2 separate regions of the Callithrix jacchus genome follow, and region 2 is linked to region 1. The links are chromatin contacts, called in public Hi-C maps. All regions are on one chromosome and are shown on one strand. Each heading gives the region's core, a stretch centred on a gene start, on an enhancer-like site or on the middle of the called end of the contact. The rest is flanking DNA. Distances are from core to core; before and after follow the strand shown.

Region 1 (2,700 bases), core at 152-2,651:
CACCCCTCCTTCTGAAAAATGTGCCTGATGATAATGTGCTTGAGAGATTGTGGTGTCGCAGACATACTCCTTTGGTGAGTAAAACTGGATTGTAATGCGAACGTTATGGAAAATAGATTATTTCATTTAGTCCATTTGACAGTAGAAAATCAGGAAGGGACCTGGATCAATGCGGGACTGACACACAGATCTGAGGATGGTAGAGGCTTACTGAATAGCACACGCAGAGCCCCTTCAAACTTGTCACATGTGCCATTTGGTTCCCTTTCTATGGGTTGGTCTTGCAATATGGGGGCCTGCTTTCATTTTGTGCCAAGTAACCATGTGAGAAATTTACAAAAGACATAAACAGAAGGGTGCTTACTCATTTTTCAAAAAGATTTTTTTTTTTTGCAGTGGAGTTTGCAAAATGATTTTGCAATGGATTAGCTATTATATATATTTTTAAATAAGTGTAATTCCAATAATGAGAAATGTACTAGCTCTCATGGCAGCTTTTCCTTGTGTTGAAATCTCTAAAGGTTAAAAAGCTACTTTTTGGACAGAAGCCTATTTCCTAAAAACATTTATTCATTGGTCCATAGAGACGACAGCTAATACATCTTCCACTTTTAAGTATTTGAAGAAAGATCTCAAGTCCATCGGAATCTTCTCCTGTTTCGGCTAACTTCTAATTCCTTCATCCATTTCCAACCTAATTTTGAGCCTAAAGAACAGATACCTTCTTTATTATTTAAAAAAAAAAATGTATGAGGAAATGAAGGCACAGAAGGCTTAACGGAGTTGCCCAGGAACACAGAGCTGGTGGGAGGACTGGATTGTAAGGCTGTGTGGCTCTAAACCTTGTCATTTACACTACAGCATCTATACATCAGCTAGCTTCCTGCCATTTCCTGTTTTCTGCCTGGATAGGACTTATTTGTAAATAGTTTGGAAGAAGGGAGAGTTCTGATAAGGTACAGAAATCAGAACTTTCCCTTCTTTCAAACTATGTACAAATAATTGTTTAATCAGATTGAAGGACTCTCGGTAACACTGAAATCAAACCTTTGTATTTCCAGGAGCCCTGAAAACAGCATTTTTTGGAACATTGCAATCTCTCGAGTATCCAAAATGATTCTGTAATGATGTCTGTGAGGTCAGAATTGAAGCAGCAAATGGAATTTCTTTAAGGGTTCCCATTACTGGGCAGCTGATTCCAGTAATGGAGGAGGCACACTTTGCATCCAAATTCATAACCACAGTTGGAATAAATGAGGCTTTAATAAAAAGGGTGAGGTTCCCAAAGGAGCCATTTGTGGAGTCGGAGAAGGAACTCAAGCTCAGGGTTCCCATTATCTACCAGGTTCTCCAGCCTGCTGGAATGCTCCCCAGGTTTATACTCAGTCTGGAATGCTAGTAAAAGTCCACTTCCTTTCCTTGTTTCTCCCTTCTAGTGAAAAAGCTTTTCCTTTGTACCTTCCTAACCTCACAGTCCTCGCTCCACATAGCTCACCTCAGGATCCCACCCTGCCATTCTCATTCTCATTACACTGTTTCTGGATCCATGTCTTTATCAGATGCAACCCACTGTTCCTTTCAGAAAGCTCCAGAAAATTTACATATGTGATCAAGTGTTCCCATCACAACAGCTCTTTCCAGTAATCCCAGTGCTGGGTAGCTGATTCCAGTAATAGAGGAGACACTTTCAGCTGTTAGGCAATGGATCACACTTTCAAAGGAGATTGAGCAATCTCCTCATCAAGTTATACTTAGAGCACAAATGTGGTGCCAAAAGGCCTTACTGGATTCAGTCTGACAGCACTGAGAGCTGTGGGTGAAAGGGCGGTTAGGCTGGTTTATGTGTATTCACTGGGCTGAACTCACCAGGAGTAATAAAGAGGCTTTCCAGTTTATTCATTATGTAAAATGGCTACAGTAGTATTTATAGGGGTTTTGTGAATGTCAAATAAAATTATGTTTGGAACAGTGGCTAGTGCCATATGTGGGACATAACCTTTAGCAATATGTACTACGTTAAAAGGAAGGTGGACACATGAGAGATCTCTAGCATTTTGCCACGAGAAGGAAAGAGACTGCCCACTCTTCAGAGATGTTGTGGGCAGCACTTCTGTCAAAGGCTGGGAGCGGAGAAAATGACTTATACTGGTCCTTCCGACAGGAAGGTTTATTAGTCCATTTTCACACTGCTATGAGGAAATACCTGATACTGGGTAATTTATAAAGAAAAGAGGTTTAATTGACTCACGGTTTCACATAGCTGGGGAGGACTCAGGAAACTTAAAATCATAATGGAAGGCACCTCTTCACAGGGTGAGAATGAAAGACAAGCAAAAAGGGAAAAGCCCCTTATAGAAAAACCATCACCCCCATGATGCAGTTACCTCCCACTGGGTCCCTTCCACTTCATGTGGGGATTATGGGAACTACAATTCAAGATGTGATTTAGGTGGGGACACAGCCAAGCCATACCACAGGTGAAACACAGAAAAAGGACATCTTTGTACATCTTCTGATGGGCTAGTACCAAGGCCTACAGAGTATAGCCTATCTTCTTGAAAGAGTCCCCTAGTTATTCATTTGCCTTGGATGGAAATAATGTGGTAATACCAGTTAATACTTTTCTCAATTAAAGGGAATTTGGCTTCATTTACAGTCGCAAATTCATATCAGGAAATAGCAAATCCAAAAATCAAACTC
Region 2 (2,700 bases), core at 146-2,645, 160 kb after region 1:
AATGGTCATAGTTGTTGAGGTTACCCAGTTTCCAGGCCTGAACTAGTAAACCCAGCAATGAGAATCAGTCAGCATTAGCAAGTTTTCCTTGTGTGTGTGGCGGGGAGGGGTGGGGATTGGAGGGAGTGGGTGCTGAACCAGCAAAGGAGGAGGATGCTCATTTGCTAGAGATCCATGCCTGGAAATTAATGGCGTTAAAGTGAGACTTGCTTCAGGTTCCAACCTGGTAAGGCAAATGCAGAGGCTGTTAGGAGCCCGGAACTTTACCTCAGTTATGCACTGAGGCACCACGTGCTCTGGTGCACACCCAGCGCCTCTCCCTGCCTCAGTTTCTCCGTTTGTAGAACAACAGCTTGTAAAGGCCTGGGGATCTTCTCACGCACGGGAGTTTTCTAAGGATGCAGGCAAAAGAGGTAGGAAAAGCCCTCCGTCTCTGTCCCGGGTCTTCCGGCTCAAGGCCTTTTGAACCAATTCCGGAATCCGCCATCGGTTGGTGGTAGGAGAGAGCCAGAGGATTCGTCAGTGACTGTGCGTGCGTGACAGAGGGCTTTTAAATAGATGGCTTTGTATCTAGCACGGTAGCACCTGCTTCTAAGCTTCCAACGGCAGCTCGAGCAACGCGATCATTCAAAAGCGGCCGCTCTCCATTCACGTCTATAATTAGCGCGCAGGCTGCAGCTCCGGCTGGAGCCGCAAAGCGGGGCGGCGCCCTTGGGGGTGGGGCCACCACCTCTTAGCCCCGCCCCCTTGCGGTCCTCCTTCCCCGCCCTTCCCAGCCACGAGCCTCCCGCAGTCTCCTCCCCGCCCCCACTCTCTGTCCTCGCCCTGGTCCTGGGCTTCGCTCTCAGCGCCCCAGTATTCCTGCACGACAGGGCCCAGTCGTACCCTCACTTTGAGATCACTCGTACAGTAAATAAGCACCTTGAAAGATGCATTCCAGGAGGGCAGCTATATTTAGAGTGGCATCCTCCTCTCCTCGTCCCGCCCTCTCCCCTCCCCGCCCCGCTCCCCGATGCCCCTCCCAGCCACCTCTCCCTCTTTGTCGCATTACATAGTAATCTGAGATGCACTGGATGAGCTCCAGGGAACAGAATGTACTTGGCAGAGACGCGGGGCTTGATGTCTGCAAAATGTCGGAAACGCAGCCAAGAGCTGCTAACTGGGTCATTAACCTCCAAAAGCAGAGCGAGGACTGTAAGGCCCGCTCTGCCTCCCTTCATCTCGCCAATGAAAGTGCCTCAGTGTGAGGGCGAAGAAAAAGCCCGAGGTTGGCCGCTTTGATTTCTAGGCAGCAAAGGCAGGCCCATCCTCTCCTCCTGGCCGGGGCCCCAGCCCCTCGGGGCCAGTCCCTGCGCAGCATCAGAGTTTACAAGTGGCCTTTGAAAGGCCCAGCAACCCCGCAGGGCCACGCTTGCGCCTCAGTAAAGAAGTTACCCAGCAGCCCTTCCCTACCGCACAGCTTTGGACCCATTTTCTTGGGTCCAGGACGAGTTAAGGAAGTGGGGGTGAGTAGAGGCGAAAGGAGAGGGTTCCAGGTCCTTCACCTACAGGGAAGGGCTCTGCCATCTCTCTCCTCCTCTGCTTCTCTCCCTCTTATTCCTCCCCTCCTTTTTCTTCTGTCTTTCTTCTTCCTTTCCCTCTTCCACCTCTTTCTGAGAGCAGGCTTTGAGGTAGGTGTATGAATACATGGCTTGGCTCCAGGGGATTTGCATTCCAGTCGCTTGCAGCTCTGTCACTTGCTATGTGACCTTGGGTGAGTCACTTATTTCTCTGCTTTTAAATTTCCTACTTCTTAATTGTTCACCATAATAACACCTTCCTGACACACATCACAAAACAGTGAGGCCAAATGGGAAAGTCTTTCCCTGACCTTCTGGTCTTTCACTCCTCTGAAAGCCCTGAGGTCCAAAGTGCCTCTGGCCTTGTGTGTACTCCCGGAAAATAGGAATATAAATGGTGTCACCAGAAAGATGCAAACGTGTGAACGTTCTCAAGGGGATAACCCCTAAAATCCACCCTCTTCAAGTTTTTGAGCCCTGTGAGGTTGCCAAACAGACACTTCCCCCTACTGTTCCAACCCACTTCTCTGGTGGCTAGAGAGAGAAAGTGTCCAGTACAGAAACCAGAAGAGGTTGTGCAGTTCCTCAAATGAGACTCCCTTCCTTGTTGGACGGAAGACAGTCAGCCTGGTAAGAGTAGCCACAGCCAATGAGATCTGTGTCTGAGCAGCCTCAACAGAAGTGCAGGGTGAGGAGAATGGAGATTTGTGTAGCCACGTTGATGAGAGGAGGAAAGCTGGCTCCTGGTGCTGTCTAGGAAATTAGAATCAAGCCCAGCCTGGCATCAGCACCCTTCCTGCCTCATCTCTCCTTGGTCTTACCACTTTTTCTAAGGCAGCCACATCAGATGGACTCTGCCTGGTCACGGTGCCCCATGGATACCTCCTGTTTTCTTGCCACCTGAACCTTGGCTGAGGCCTCTTAAAATTCTTTTAAAACTCATCGGAATATGATGGCCTCTGTTTGGCTTATCTTTGCCACTCATTCAAATATTTCACATCCCTTGAAACCCAGCTTCGATGCTAACTCCTTTCTCTAGATGCCATTTCTTTCTCCTTCAACTCTTCCTTGGGTCTCAGTACACCCAGTCAGCCTTGGGGTATGCCATCTTTGTGCTTGTTAGATCCCTCTTACGCCGTAG

Evidence for each region. A called contact is a pair of places that touch in the nucleus more often than the background predicts.
Region 2: a contact with region 1 is called in a Hi-C map of skeletal muscle, with 4 times the contacts expected there. The contact joins two enhancer-like sites. A contact is called at or near these places in 2 of 3 Hi-C or Micro-C datasets (induced pluripotent stem cells and skeletal muscle).

Annotation. Positions count from the first base shown.
Region 1 is chr15:17,762,035-17,764,734 of calJac240_pri, forward strand. The region is part of intron 9 of LPP (LIM domain containing preferred translocation partner in lipoma); the gene reads left to right. Among named protein-coding and RNA genes, the nearest start is that of TPRG1, 370 kb to the right of the region's middle. Within about 2 kb of position 1,402, at least 6 of the 16 cell types and tissues checked have an H3K27ac peak or open chromatin away from gene starts, as enhancers often do. A contact at or near this core is called in skeletal muscle, where this site is marked.
Region 2 is chr15:17,925,141-17,927,840 of calJac240_pri, forward strand. The region is part of intron 4 of LOC103788187; the gene reads right to left. Among named protein-coding and RNA genes, the nearest start is that of TPRG1, 210 kb to the right of the region's middle. Within about 2 kb of position 1,396, at least 14 of the 16 cell types and tissues checked have an H3K27ac peak or open chromatin away from gene starts, as enhancers often do. A contact at or near this core is called in skeletal muscle, where this site is marked.